5 separate regions of the Mus musculus genome follow, and regions 1, 3, 4 and 5 are each linked to region 2. The links are chromatin contacts, called in public Hi-C, HiChIP or PLAC-seq and Micro-C maps. All regions are on one chromosome and are shown on one strand. The core of a region is the stretch at or near the end of the contact, and the rest is flanking DNA. Distances in the headings are between cores, read along the strand shown.

Evidence for each region. Hi-C and Micro-C count contacts between places; a contact is called where the count stands out from the background. HiChIP or PLAC-seq counts read pairs in DNA pulled down with a chosen protein or histone mark.
Region 1: an H3K27ac HiChIP or PLAC-seq map of embryonic stem cells shows a contact between it and region 2, with 5 read pairs. The contact joins the enhancer-like site here to the promoter of Mrps33 in region 2. A contact is called at or near these places in 4 of 39 promoter capture datasets (the C10 cell line, cranial neural crest, liver and 1 more), 4 of 115 datasets of contacts at active chromatin or transcription factors (bone marrow-derived macrophages, embryonic stem cells, large pre-B cells and 1 more) and 1 of 9 other capture datasets (pancreatic islet).
Region 3: a Micro-C map of embryonic stem cells shows a contact between it and region 2, with 3 times the contacts expected there. The contact joins the promoter of 8030453O22Rik here to the promoter of Mrps33 in region 2. A contact is called at or near these places in 2 of 39 promoter capture datasets (the C10 cell line and maxillary cranial neural crest), 1 of 484 Hi-C or Micro-C datasets (embryonic stem cells), 2 of 115 datasets of contacts at active chromatin or transcription factors (extraembryonic endoderm stem cells and pancreatic cancer cells) and 3 of 9 other capture datasets (adipose tissue, liver and pancreatic islet).
Region 4: a Hi-C map of the P5424 cell line shows a contact between it and region 2, with 5 times the contacts expected there. The contact joins the enhancer-like site here to the promoter of Mrps33 in region 2. A contact is called at or near these places in 13 of 39 promoter capture datasets (the C10 cell line, HPC-7-derived erythroid cells, cranial neural crest and 7 more), 8 of 484 Hi-C or Micro-C datasets (ECoMG myeloid progenitors, ECoMG-derived neutrophils, the P5424 cell line and 4 more), 6 of 115 datasets of contacts at active chromatin or transcription factors (bone marrow-derived macrophages, cardiomyocytes, extraembryonic endoderm stem cells and 3 more) and 2 of 9 other capture datasets (adipose tissue and liver).
Region 5: an H3K27ac HiChIP or PLAC-seq map of microglia shows a contact between it and region 2, with 9 times the contacts expected there. The contact joins the enhancer-like site here to the promoter of Mrps33 in region 2. A contact is called at or near these places in 1 of 484 Hi-C or Micro-C datasets (nephron progenitors), 4 of 115 datasets of contacts at active chromatin or transcription factors (extraembryonic endoderm stem cells, large pre-B cells, microglia and 1 more) and 3 of 9 other capture datasets (adipose tissue, liver and pancreatic islet).

Annotation. Positions count from the first base shown.
Region 1 is chr6:39,444,926-39,447,625 of GRCm38.p6, forward strand. No RefSeq gene overlaps it. Among named protein-coding and RNA genes, the nearest start is that of Gm25402, 24 kb to the left of the region's middle. Within about 2 kb of position 1,381, at least 105 of the 459 cell types and tissues checked have an H3K27ac peak or open chromatin away from gene starts, as enhancers often do. A contact at or near this core is called in bone marrow-derived macrophages and embryonic stem cells, where this site is marked.
Region 2 is chr6:39,809,554-39,812,253 of GRCm38.p6, forward strand. Mrps33 (mitochondrial ribosomal protein S33) reads right to left here and starts at 1,383. Exons shown (of 3, transcript NM_010270.2): 1 at 1,311-1,383.
Region 3 is chr6:39,526,096-39,528,795 of GRCm38.p6, forward strand. It overlaps 8030453O22Rik (RIKEN cDNA 8030453O22 gene), which reads left to right and starts at 1,446. Exons shown (of 2, transcript NR_167680.1): 1 at 1,446-1,549. All of the region lies in intron 1 of Dennd2a (DENN/MADD domain containing 2A), which reads right to left.
Region 4 is chr6:39,461,696-39,464,395 of GRCm38.p6, forward strand. Dennd2a (DENN/MADD domain containing 2A) reads right to left here. Exons shown (of 19, transcript NM_172477.4): 18 at 2,517-2,603; 19 at 683-1,756. The coding sequence ends at 1,725. Among named protein-coding and RNA genes, the nearest start is that of Gm52860, 7.4 kb to the right of the region's middle. Within about 2 kb of position 1,381, at least 48 of the 459 cell types and tissues checked have an H3K27ac peak or open chromatin away from gene starts, as enhancers often do. A contact at or near this core is called in the P5424 cell line, bone marrow-derived macrophages, pro-B cells and 1 more, where this site is marked.
Region 5 is chr6:39,506,769-39,509,468 of GRCm38.p6, forward strand. Dennd2a (DENN/MADD domain containing 2A) reads right to left here. Exons shown (of 19, transcript NM_172477.4): 3 at 1,474-1,601; 4 at 1-54. It overlaps Gm52860 (a long non-coding RNA gene), which reads left to right. Exons shown (of 3, transcript XR_003956284.1): 3 at 1,399-1,480. Among named protein-coding and RNA genes, the nearest start is that of 8030453O22Rik, 19 kb to the right of the region's middle. Within about 2 kb of position 1,418, at least 19 of the 459 cell types and tissues checked have an H3K27ac peak or open chromatin away from gene starts, as enhancers often do. A contact at or near this core is called in microglia, where this site is marked.

The sequences.
Region 1 (2,700 bases), core at 131-2,630, 360 kb before region 2:
GTCCACAATAATTTGGTTCCAGATTTCTAACATTCCAGTTCACCACAAACCATGGGTGTTCTAGGCAATGAGCCTCCGAGACTCTTTAACACAGGGGCAGCTCCCTGCTTTCTTCCCAAGCTTGGAACTTTATCCCTGGCTGAACTCAGATAGTGGTGCTTGTTTTCAGCAAGGGATGCAGGGCATCCTTGCCACATCCTAAAAGAAGTTTGGGACCAGGTATGTTGGTGCATGCTTTTAATTTTTTTGTTTTGTTTTTTGAGACAGGGTTTCTCTGTGTAGCCCTGGCTGTCCTGGAACTCACTTTGTAGACCAGGCTGGCCTCGAACTCAGAAATCCACCTGCCTCTGCCTCCCAAGTGCTGGGATTAATTTTTAATTATAACAATTATAGCACTAGGAGGCACTGGTAGGTCAAATTTAAGGACAGCCTGATCTACATAGTGAGTTCTAGGCCAGCCAAGGACTATACAGTGGTAGTCTGTCATTTAAAAAAAAAAAAAAAAAAAAAAAAGAAAAAAGAAAGTAGAAAGCAGTGATCTGGGATTTATTCCTTTTCAATGTGATCACCGAAAATTGTGAAATGCAGCCAGGTGTGATGGCACATGCCTTTAATCCCAGTACTCAGGGAGGCAAAGATAGGTCTCTGAGCTTAAAGCCAGCCTGGGCTACAAAATCGAGTCTCAGGACAGCCAGGGCTACACAGAGAAACCCTGTACTTTAAAACCGAACCAAACCAAACCAACCAACCAACCAAAGTGAAATCATTGAAACCTTCCAAGTTCAAATTTAGCGTCTTAGAATGAGATCTAAGTTTAGATTAAGGGCTAAATAAGTGTTAGCATTCCTTTTAGGCTCTACTCCACCATACCGCACCTGTACCAAACACAGCTCCAGTCAAGTCTCCTTCCATAAGGTAGTTTGACTTTTTTTTTTTTTTTCATTGCAGCTTTGAGCAATCTCCCCTCCTGCTGGTTCCTCGCTTCGCCTGAGCTCCGTGGGAGGAATTCCAATCTCTTTGCGGTCCATTATTCCAATTGATTTCAATTCTATTGATAGTCAGATTGAGAGACTCAGGTGCCTCTTTTGAATATCTTCTTTTGTTGGGGCCGCACACCCTGAGAGGTGGTGGAAGTCTGAGTTAGACTTTAGCCTGATCTACATAGCAAGTTCCGGGACATGCAAGGACTACACAAAAAACAAAACAAAACAAAAACAAACTAAAAAGGCTTTTAACCTGAAGCCTCCACCCAGTTCCGGAGAGTAGAACAAAAAAAAAAAAAAAAAAAAAAAAAAAAGGGAGCTCCTTAATCCTCTTGAAAACAAAGGGAGCTGCGAATGATCAACTGTGCCTGGGTCACCCATAGAGACCAAGATCCGCCAGATAGTCGAGCTCTGCCGCTAACCAGACACAGCCGCGCAGAAGGGGCTTTGAGCAGAGGAACTGGGCAGTGCACGGACAGATCACAGGCGATTTCCTGGTTGAGCCAGGGAATAAGAATAGAGGGTCGGACCCTCTGTTGGCTGAGCCTGTGGAGTCACGGAGAATTATGCAAGCTTTTCGAGAGGTCCTGGGTTCAATTCTTAGCAACCACTGGGTGGCTCACAACCCTCTATAATGGGATCTGGTGCCCTCTTCTGGGGTGCGGGCATATATGTATGGGAGCACTGTGTACTATATATATTATATGAACAGGAAAAAAAAACCCATAGAACAAGTATCATGGCTCTCTCTTTTTTCTTTTCTTTTTTTTTTTTTACTTTTTCGAGACAGGGTTTCTCTGTGTAGCCCTGGCTGTCCTGGAACTCACTTTGTAGAACAGGCTAGCCTCGAACTCAGCCACGCCCGGCTCTCCCTTTTCTCTTTCTCTCTCTCTCTCTCTCTCTCTCTCTCTCTCTCTCTATATATATATATATATATATATATATATATATATACATATATATATATATATATATATATATTTTTTTTTTTTTTTTTTTTTAAGAGACAGGATCTCACTACAGCAGCCTTTAGTTAGCTGGTCTGGAACTCTCTGTAGGGACCCATCAGGCCTTGCCCTTGCCAGGGTTAGGATCAAAGGAATGTGACACCATCCCCCACCTCTGTAATTCTTAATAAAGCTTGCTCTGCACACTCCAACAAGAGCCTGTGACAAAGAAACTCAGCTATTCTCTCAGGTTGAGCTTCAGTGACCCAAAGTCCCTAGATCAGACACAACTGTTTGGAGAAGAGTCCCATCATCCTATTAAAAAAAAAAAGACCCATGTCACTGGTCACTGGAATTATTAACATGCATCATCACGCCTGGGCCTGGTCTCCGCAGTGCTGGAGATCAAACCCAGGCCTTCACGCATGCTCTGCAAGCCCATTATCAACTTAGCACAAACAAGTCACTTCATTTCAATATTTTACGAAATATTTAATAGTCCCCAAAATACTATTTTAATAGGTCTTAAATTTTTATTTATTTTTATGTGAATGCATGTTTATTTATTTATTTATTTTTATGTGTATGTGTGTTTTTTGCCTGCATGTATTGTCTGTGCACCATATGCTTCCAAGGTAGCAGCAGAGGCGAGAAGAGGACATCTGATCCCCTGGGACAGGAATTACAGACTGTTGTTACCTGTCACTTGGGTCCAGGGAACTGAATCCAAATCATCTCCCAGATCCTTTGTAAGAGTAGCCAGCACTAAA
Region 2 (2,700 bases), core at 133-2,632:
TCAAATGATTTACATGCCAATTAGATTTCAATTCACATAAAATTATCCTAGGAGTTACACAATAGGGTAAAAATTAAAAACAAACAAACAAAAGTTATTTGTGGGTGGGTCTGTGTGACTATGTTCCCAGGGAGGCAAGATGGAGAGGGTTCCCCTAGACCAGTAGTTCTCAATCTTCCTAATGCGGCGTTCCTTTAATACAGTTCCTTATGTCGTGCTGACCCCTCTACCATAAAATTATTTCATTTCTACTTCATAACTGCAGTTCTGCTATTGTTATGAATTTATGAATTGTAATGTAAATATCTGATATGCAGGATATCTGATATGTGACTCACAGGTTGAGAACCTCTGCCCTATAATGGTGTTATACGTGGTTGTGAGTTATCTGACTAGAAACTCAACCTGGATCCTGCAAGAGCAATATGCTCTATTAACTACTGAGCCATCTCTTCAGCCTCACAAATTAGTTCCTTTGAAATATCATGTTTCTTTAAATGTGAATGAAAGAAAAATACAGGTGAAAATAACCGTTGAAAATGAGAAGCAAAACCAAATTACTTAAATATGTCAAGCAAAACACATAAAGCCCACATCTGAAAATTCAGAACTCTTTTTTCCCCTTTTGGCATAAAAAGATAAGTTTATCTTTCTCATGGATCTATTTATTTAAAATGCTTGCAGGTACACTTGTGTGGGTATAAGTGTAGGTCAATTATCAACATCAGGAGTACAATTTACCTTATTATTTGAGTTTCGACTGACAAGGAAAGCTGAAGGCATAGTGCCTGCCTAATCACGACCCAAGGAATGCATACGAGTTGTTACTGAGAAGCAACGTGCTCAGAGCATTTAAAAACTGGTACCAATTATTTTACTGGGTCACAGGGCATGAACCCCTCCGAACAGATAACTTTATTTTTTTTTTTTTGTTCAGCATGCACAACTCATACTCTCCGCTGTCTGATTCGCGCACTCCTCCGGCGCTGGAAGCTGTAGTAGAGTCATTCATTTTCCCAAGCATCATCTAAACTGCATTTTAAATAACAATCAACAAATATCGCCGGCGCATCCCACACAAAACTGAGTGCGAGGGCGGGCTCACTAGGAGAAAGGAAGTGCGTTTTTGGTTTGTTCAGTTCCCCACAGGATAAGGGGAAAGCCTCGGGTGTTTGTGGGGTACACGTGGAAGCTCCAGGAAGGCCCCTAACTGACTCGACTGGATCTGGCAATTCCACCAGGTTAGGGACCCGGGTCCGCCCGCACCGCCGCCGCCCTCTGCTGTGACCCCAGCGCTCCGCTTGCCTTACCTGCTCCTGACCTCGCGCACGCGCGTCCCCGGAAGGCCCGCCCCCCTTTACTTGCTTCCCAGCTCCAGAGAGCAGGAGAGAGGCGGAAGCTTGATGGCTAGAGCGGAGTCGGCGGACAACCCGGAACTACTCTCACTCCCTGGGGGCGGGACCTCGGGCGACACCTAGCGGCCGCGCTCGCTCTGAGCCCAGGGCCTCCGCCCGCGAGGAAAGCCGGGTTGTGTGGGTGTGGTTCTGAGAGTGGGGGAGCCTTGGCTATCCAGGAAGGTTCTAGAGGGACCACACGCATCATTTTGTCGAGAATAGCCAGAGCTGAGTCCCTCCTCGCTGAAGCTCCTTGCTCTGTGATAATAGAATGAAATGCAGTATTTTTCCTTTGTCTTCACGTTTCATTTTTCTTTTCATTAGAGCTTATGCTCTTTGCGTTCCAAAGATACTTGATGCTAGCTCAGAGTCTTTCTGACCGTGTTGGGTTCCTATCAATCAAGGAGTTGAGCTGTGGTTCTCTTTTCGGGGTACAGGGATAGAACTCTTGGATAGGAGATAGACAGGAGCAGTAACACAGAGAAATTGTGTTTTGGAAGATAGCCTAAGTTCTGCTTCTCTTTGTACATTTGGATAAGCTAGTGTAAAACTCTGTCCCCAGCCTTTTTCTTTTCTTTTCTTTTTTTGTTTTGTTTTGTTTGTTGAGACAGGGTTTCTCTATGTAGCATTGGCTGTCTTGGAACTCACCGTGTAGACCAGGCTGGCCTCAAACTCAGAGACCCATCTGCCTCTGCCTCCTGAGTGCTGGGATTAAAGGTACACACCTGGGCCGTCAATCCCAGACTCAAACTTTTATGATAAACTCTCAATTGTTTTTTAAAAGCAAGATGTCTTAATTGTGGAGCAAGAAAATATCGTAACGGACAGTATGAGATCAATCATGAGATCTTGAGCAATCTCAAAAGAAATCAGATATGTGGGCCAAGAAAACTGCAGCTTTATCTGCGCAGCTGTGTCAGCTGCGGGTCAGAGTGCCCTTTACCGTTGACTGTCCTTGGGAATGAAGATAGGTTGCTCATACCGCATCAACAACTAAGGTACCGGGGTATTTGCCTACGTGTGCACCAGTGAAGGGTCAGCATCCTGCAGAGACCATGACTTCATTACGATATTATTTTCATTGTGGGCTTGGCCAGGATAAGCTTTTCTAGAGGATCCTGAGAAGAAATATCCTTCAAAAGTGATCTGACCCACCGTGACTTAGGAAAGAAAAAGGCTCGCCCTACTCTATCACTATGACACCCACTTTATAAATGTAAGAATTAAAAAAAAAATACGACGGGGAATCTACTGTGCTCTTGCCCTTCTCTTTGGAACAGCTCACTCCTTGAAATCTTCGCTTGCT
Region 3 (2,700 bases), core at 196-2,695, 280 kb before region 2:
TTTGAGGCAGAATCACCATTCATTGCTATTTTCCTGAGAACTGAAATGGCAGACAGGGGAGAATGTGACCATCCAGGTTAGTGTATGCTTGCTGGCAGCCACCAACAGAGCAGAATCCCCCAGTCACATATGCTACCTCACGGCTCTGGACAGGGGATGAAAGACTGGGGCTTGAGCCCTTGCTCATTTTCCTTCTCAACATGGAGAGTGAGCACAGGAATTGAGCTGGGTGGGCTCTACCACCGAACCATGTACCTAGTCCTCCTTTTTTCTTTTAAAAGGAGGAATGCTAGCTGCCTTCTGTAGACGAGAGCCTTCTGCATGCAGAAGCCGCATAATCTAGTTTGTTGTTACTGGTGTATGGTAGGTTGATAGTACATATGCATTTAATAAATGAATATATATAAAATAAGCATATATATTTATATATAAATATACTATATATTTATACAATGTTTATATATTATATAAATATATATATTTTAAAATAGAATAAACACATTTAAATATATAAATATGCATTATAAAACTATATATTTAGCCGGCCGTGGTGGCACACGCCTTTAATCCCAGCACTCGTGAGGCAGAGGCAGGCGGATTTCTGAGTTCGAGGCCAGCCTGGTCTACAAAGTGAGTTCCAGGACAGCCAGGGCTATACAGAGAAACCCTGTCTCAAAAAACCAAAAAGAAAAAAAAAAAATATATATATATATATCCCAAGGCACTCAACTAATTACAACTAACTGTGACCATTATAGTTTTCAAATACCTGGAGTGACTCAACAATACTCGAGGAAGAGACAATGGCTTGTTGGAAGAACATTACCAAGGTCAAGCAAGAAGCGTACAGGGCGATGACACTATTTTAACTGTCCCCAGGACTGACAGAGTGTCTTCTCCACGTGACTCTTATACCCGTGGGTGTCTGCAGTTCCTGTTTCTAGCGTCTGGGCTGCTGAGAGTTGTGATGAGATTGGTGATAGCAGAATATGAGCGGGGGGGGGGGGGGGGGGGGGTGAGGAGGGGGAAGGCTTCCCGCTAGCAGAAGATGGGAACAGCTACGGCTGCAAAGCTTTAGCGTTTAGAGAGAAGTGAAAAACCGTGATTCTATAGCTAGAAAAAGATACCCTGGCCTGGAAGGCACACAACACTCACTCAGCAATATCCAGACCTCTCAAGTCTCAAATGAAGGCAGTTCAAGGAGCCGTCTGACAGGAGGCTCAGGAGAGTGACATTCCCCGGTTAAGGAAAGGGAGTAGGTGCAAGTAGTAAAAGGGAGAAGTAGACAGGCCGTCAGTTCCTACACTCTTAGGGAGAACAGAAGGAGGTGGAGAAGCGTGCTCATCTACTTCCAGGGCGCATGCGCATGCTAAGGGCGGCTCTTACTTGTCAGCCAATCTGTAGCTCAGAGTTCCAGTTGGGCTGTGGCTGTCTGTGGCCTGCTTGCACACGGTCACCATGTCAGCACCAAGAGAGACTCCAGGAAGCCTAGAGGACCAGTGATAAAGACTCCATGAGGCACATGGGCCCCTCCTTCAGAAGGAAGCAGGTATGTGGCCCCATTTCACCCGGAATGGGAGGTGGCAAGAAGAAACTAGAAAATCTGTCTTAGGTGGATGAGGTCACATGATCTCCTGGGGCTTCCAAGACTTCTACCTGCCAGGTAAAACTGAGGGTACTCAGTGTCTTGGCTCAGAACTTCCTCAAAGGAATCAAGAGGCCTGTTTCAAAACATGCTAACAGATCTTAGGTACCAGGAGGGAAAGGCCAGCGAAGAGACAGAAATAAATAAATGTGGTCTGAATGTTAATGACCCCACAGGCTCATATATTTGCATATTTAGTCCCCAGTTAGAGGAAGTATGTTGCCAGGGGTGGGCTTTGATGTTTCAAAAGCATGAGCCAGGCTCAGTCAGTCTCTGCCTCTCTCAGTCAGTGTCTGTCTGTCTCTGGCTGCCGCCTGGGGATCAGGATGTAAACTTCTCAGCTACTGTTCTAGTGCCATCTGTCCCAGCACTCTTCATCATAACGATCAGGGTGGAGTAAAACCTCTGAAACTTTACGCAAGCCCCAGTTAAACCCTTTTCCTTCCTAAAAGAGCTGCCTTGGCCATGGTGTCTCTTGACAGCAATAGAATAGTGACTAAGACAACAAATACATAAATTCAATTAAAACATAAGACAAATAAAAATAGAGCACTCATGGATCACCCTTTATGAAATGAAGACACAGTCTGGTGAGATGGCTCAGGGGGTATAAAAGTGCCTGCCACCGAACCCGAGGACCTGAGTTCAAGCCCCAGTCTGTCCTTTTCACCAGTGTGCGTGCACATCCAAATAAATAATGTGCACAAACACTCTTTTTAAGAGGAAGCAGGCAAGGAGGGACCTGAAAGCTGAAATGGAGCAGGCGAAGCCATTGGGAGTTGGGCACAGGGAGAACTGGAGCATAGACTTGCCCAGGAGTCTAGCTGTTGCTTTACGGCAACCCAGCACCATATACTCTGGAATAAATCTGTGGTGTAACCGAGCCCAGTTCTCCAAGGAAGCTAGGAGCTCAGGTCCACCCATCCCACAGTGGAGGGGAGCCCTGAAAGGCCTTTCAGGGACAGGAAGGAACTCATTGTCCCTCTCACAACTCTCACACAGCTGAAGCTTCTGGAGTCTCTCCATGTGGCTGGGCCCACAGACACTGCCTTTCT
Region 4 (2,700 bases), core at 131-2,630, 350 kb before region 2:
TGAGCCTTCTTTACACATGCAGTGTGTCTCCCCCTTTTAATATAAAGACCACTGAAAAAAAGCCTCTTCAGTGTGGCAGGGGGTGCACACCTTTAATCCCAACACTTGTGAGGCAGGCAAAATTCTGAGTTCGAGGCCAGCCTGGTCTACTGACTGAGTTCCAGGATAGCCAGCACTATACAGAGAAACCCTGTCTTGAAAAAAACAAAACAAAACAAAAAAAAAAGGAAAGAGCCGGGTATGGTGGTGCACGCCTTTAATCCCAGCACTCGGGAGGCAGAGGCAGGTGGATTTCTGAGTTCAAGGCCAGCCTGGTCTACAAAGTGAGTTCCAGGACAGCTAGGGCTATACAGAGAAACTCTGTCTCAAAAAATGAAAAAGGAAAAGAAAAAAGCCTCTTCATACAAATAGCCTAGTACATTCCCCCAATATTTGTTTGTTTGTTTGATTTTTTGAGACAGGGTTTTTTCTGTGTATCCCTGGCTGCCCTGGAACTCACTTTGTAGACCAGGCTGGCCTCAAACTCAGAAATCCACCTGCTTCTGCCTCCCAAGTGTTGGGATTAAAGGTGTGTGTGCGCCACCACCGCCTAGCACATTCCCCCAATTTTATTTTAGGTTTTGTTTAAGTCAAATACAAAAACATCAATAAAATAGAATATTATACACTCACTAGGAATGTTGATAAAGATATACTTATTTATTTATTCACCTGAAGTTCTTAAGTAAAACAGTATAATATAAAATAAGTTAGAAAAGAACGTATATTCCAAAATACTAACTGTGATCACTTGGGGGCAATATAAAAATACACAGAATATTGCTATCAGAAAGTTACCTAAGCCTAGGAGCTTGTGGAATCGGTCCCTGAGCCCCCGTGCTGTGCTCACCTGCTTTCTCTGGCTACCTCCAACATCCCAGCCACGCACTCCTATTAATCCTGCCCAGGTCAGAGGCGATCCAGATGTAGTCAGTTTTTGGTGGCATTCACAGTATCGGGGTGGCAGCCCCGAGGCCAGCCCGAGAACCTTCCTTTGCTGCACACAGGGCTCCTGCAGACTCTTACTGTCCCCACAGGTCAGCTGATTCGGGTCCTCTCTCTCATAAAAGAGAAGCAACTACAGAAACCTCTCCTAGCTTTGTTGGTCAAGAGGAACAGGCTCACAGCAGTGGCCTAAGTGTCATGGTTGGGCCACAGGAAATAGAAACTTCAGGACCCTTAGAACATTTTATTACCAGTTAACAAGATTTCCTGTTTTTTTAAATGTGTCCCTCTAAAAGCCACAGACTTTTGGGGCATGAATGGAGCTATACGGCTTCTAGGAGAAAAAAAAAGAAAATGTAGTCAAGAACAGTAAAGTCCAGTCTCTGCCACCAGGTGGCGTCATAGACCAGTGCGGAAGAAGCAGTGGCGTGGGCAGAAGTGTTTCTGTGGCTGCCGCGCTTCCTAACTCCTGGCTCCACAGAGTCAATGAGCTGGCCCAGAGGCGATGAGATGGGGCAGGAGAGCTGAATGAAGGAAGAGCCAAACACTTTCCTTCTTCTTCTCTTTTAATATCTAAGATTTAAAGGTCCCAGAAGCAACTAACCACAGTAACAACATTCTGCATGCTGGCTGGTCCCTTCCGGAGCTGTTGTGAGCGCGTGCCACCTGCCCAGCTAAGGGGTCCATCCTGGGAGGACTGGGGCGTAGGGAGGAGGTTTTCCCTTGGGCCAAGATGAGGGTTATTTCTTGTGGAGAAACTTCATTTTATTGCCTAAAAAAGAAAGTGAGAACATTTTATCAGGGGGGGAGGGGAGGGAGGGGGTGCACAGGAAAGTGTGTGTCTCTCAGCAGGCTGTGGAGTCAAAGGACATCTTTGTGGACTCAGTTCCCTCCTCCCGCGTTTATGTGGGTTCTGGGGACTGGACTTAGGCTTGTGTGCCACATGCTGTGATGTCTTGCTGGCTGGTCACACAGCTCCTGATCTTCCTCCTCCACCTCCAGGGTTTACTCTGGAGCACAGTGTGCACCCTTAAGGACCTTTTTGCTGATTAAACTGTAGTCCTGATGATTCTTCTTTTTTTTTTTTTTCTTTTGGTTTTTTGAGACAGGGTTTCTCTGTGTAGCCCTGACTGTCCTGGAACTCACTCTGTAGACCAGGCTGGCCTCGAACTCAGACATCCACCTGCCTCTGCCTCCCGAGTGCTGGGATTAAAGGTGTGCGCCGCCACCACCAGCAGTCCTCTTGATGATTCTTTTTTGCTCAGGGGCATTCGGAGGTTGGGAGGAATCCTACCTGTGTTAAGGTACTCCCTGCCTCGCCCAGGGCATGCTGCCTCTGTTGGTTGCCACAAGACTCGGGGGTTCAGAAGATGGTGGCAAGGATGTCAGTGAGGCCACCCTAGTTCCCAGGGACAGACTAAGAGAGGTAGACAGTCCACCCTGTACCGTTCCTGGCTCTTGTGGATGGAAGTAGTGAAGACTCCAGGAAAGATGGTTTAGAGCTGAGGCTGGCGACAGGGACCCAGCCTTACCCAGTCCCTTGAGGAATTTATTGACTCCGCTGTGCTCTCCGCTGGGCAGGGTTTCCAGGTACTCCTGGGCTCGGACTTCAAACAGACCTGGTGAGGAGAAATACCCAGGATATGTTAGATGCCTGCCTTTGTGCTTCTGCACTGACCTTCTTCCTCGATAGCTCGGGAAACCTTGCTTCTGAGG
Region 5 (2,700 bases), core at 168-2,667, 300 kb before region 2:
GGCAGCGGCCATGCAGCTCCACATCTTCATAAGGATTTTCCTTCATTGGCGGATCTGTGACCAGTGACAACATGGGTCAGAATGTTAGAGCTTTGCCTCTTCCTCTTTTACATTTAAAAGATTTATTTTATGTGAATGGTGCTTTGCTTGAACATATTATCTGTGTACCACGTGCATGGCTGACACCCGAGAAGGCCGGAAGAGGATGTCAAATCCCATGGCATTGGGGTTACAGATGATTATGAGCCGCCAGGTGGGCACTGGAAACTGAACCTGGGTCCTCTGAATAGCAAGCAGCCAGTGCTTTCAACTGCTGCGAAATCTCTCCAGCCCTGGGAGCACTAAGCCCCTATCTTGGCCTCCTCCTGGGAGTGCTTGTGGGATGTGTGTTGTTTCTTTGGCCATCCTTTCCTCTGGCAGCAGATCCTAATTCTCACTGAGGTGATAACTCCCCATCTTTCCATTTGTAGCTGTATCAAATAAACTCCACTCTCAGTTTCCGGGCTACCTGTTCTGCCAGGCCCGGACTCTGCCTCAGAGGTGCGCTCAGGGAGGGCTGACAGCCCAGGCCTAAGGCAATTGCTGAATAGCACTTCTGGCTCTAAAAGTGGACATAGGACATAAGGTGATCTGGCTGGAGTGGCTGGGGACATTTGCTGGGACTTGCAGGCCCCAAGGCTCTGGTTCTACAGAGGAAAGCCATGGGTTCCAGGGAGCTGGTAGCAGCCTTCCTGGGGACTGTGAGAAGCCCCGCTGAGAATAGGCCACCCTGGGAGAAAGAGAAAGAAGAAGCCAGTTTGGGTTACAGATTATTATTCTCCCAAACTTCCTTTGCTCTCTCATCACATGGGTGGGAACCCAGACAGAAGCGGCTCTGCTAAGCCCTCCCTCAGTCCTGGGCTTCCTCTTATGAGGCATTTCTGGTACTGGTTGCACCATGAATGTTGTCTGTGAGCATCTACCCCCTCTGCCCCACATGCACAAATACCTGTGGGCCTTTTCCCTCTCACCAGCTCCATTTCGGTTTTTGGGGTGTTTTTTTGTTTTTTGTTTTTTGAGACAGGGTTTCTCTGTGTAGCCCTGGCTGTCCTGGAACTCACTCTGTAGACCAGGCTGGCCTCAAACTCAGAAATCCGCCTGCCTCTGCCTACCAAGTGCTGGGATTAAAGGCATGCGCCACCACGCCTGGCTCAGTTTTTGGTTTTTAAGGTTACATTATATTTTTATTAGTGATTTTGAGCATATGTATTTATAACAGTCACAGTGTAATGATGAGTACATTTAATATAGTAAAAGTTGTATACCATCTGTGGATACACAACCATTTTTTGGTGTCTTTTCCTGAGGTGGGTTGTACAAAGCAAGCAGTGCTTCCCTTTTTATTACTTTCTTTTACAGCAGCCTGGTGTTTCTCCTTCCTTTCTGCCAGCTCGAGGGGAAGCAGCTCTACTTCTGGATTTTCTGACCTCTTACCTAGAATGTCTTCATAGACGTTCTCCTCCGATAAAGTGCGTGTGAGTCCCAATTTGGTCTGTGCATACCAGTCCACCCTGCTGTTCTCTGAGGAAGACTGTAGTAAGTCCTCGAACTCATAGGACTTTCTGGGTTGTGCACCGTGGAGAGAAACAAAGAGAGAACTTGAATCAATTCAGGCCGGTTCCAAACACAGCAGAGGTCAGAATGCAAAGTGGGTCAAGCCAAAGCTTTCGGACCAGGGCTGCAGAGCTGTAATGTAAGCCAGGGCAAATGCCCGACTTGCAGCAGAAACCCATCCCCAAAGGAGGGGCTATCGCTCCATTAGCCTCTTCTGCCTCCACTGAGGGCTCCAAGCGGGACAGAGGGACCAAGTCTTAGAGCACCAGCTTATGGGATCTGGGTCATACATATTAACTGCTTTCTGGGATGATAATGTGCTGTGGTGCACGGACTCTGACCTCTGCCGGTCCAGGTTATTTGCCTAGACTTGTCCCATAAGGGTAGAGGATAGGGTGAAGGTGTAGTTTGAAGTTCCTAGCACTAACAACGAAAGGTGTCTGCATGCTTCACTGTACAAGCCCTTTCTTACAGAGCATGCAACACAACAACTAATTTAGATGATCGTGGGTTTGATGGGACGGGATTAGCCACCATCCAAATGGACTCTGCAGGACATCCTGGCCTTTCAGGATATACCTCAACTCTGTTGTGATTTTTTTCCCCCATATTTGTGAGATCAAGATGTCAACATATGAGGCATGCTTTGCATTTGGATCCTGACACATAAAGAAGGGTTTGTTAGTCTAAACTTTTAAAAAGTGGCTAGGAGGCGGGTGTGGCAGTGCACGTCTGCAATGCCTGCACCTGGGAGGCTAAAGCTGGAGGGTTAACATCAAGCTGTAGGTCAGCCTGGTCAATATAGTGAGATTCTGTCTTAAAAATCAATGATAGGCATTATGGAATAAGCCTTTATTCACAGCATTTAGGAGGCACAGGCAGGCAGATCTATGTGAGTTCTAGACCAGCCTGGTCTACACAGTGAATTCCAGTCCAGCCAGAGCCACATAATGAGACCCTGTCTCAAAAAAAAAAAAAAAACCCCAAAAACCCCAAAAGTACAACACAACAAAACAAAGCAAATAAAAGCTGGGCATGATGATTCATGTTTATAATTCCAATACTCTGAGGTAAGGGAACTGTCAAGGTCTGTGGCCCACTTAGGGT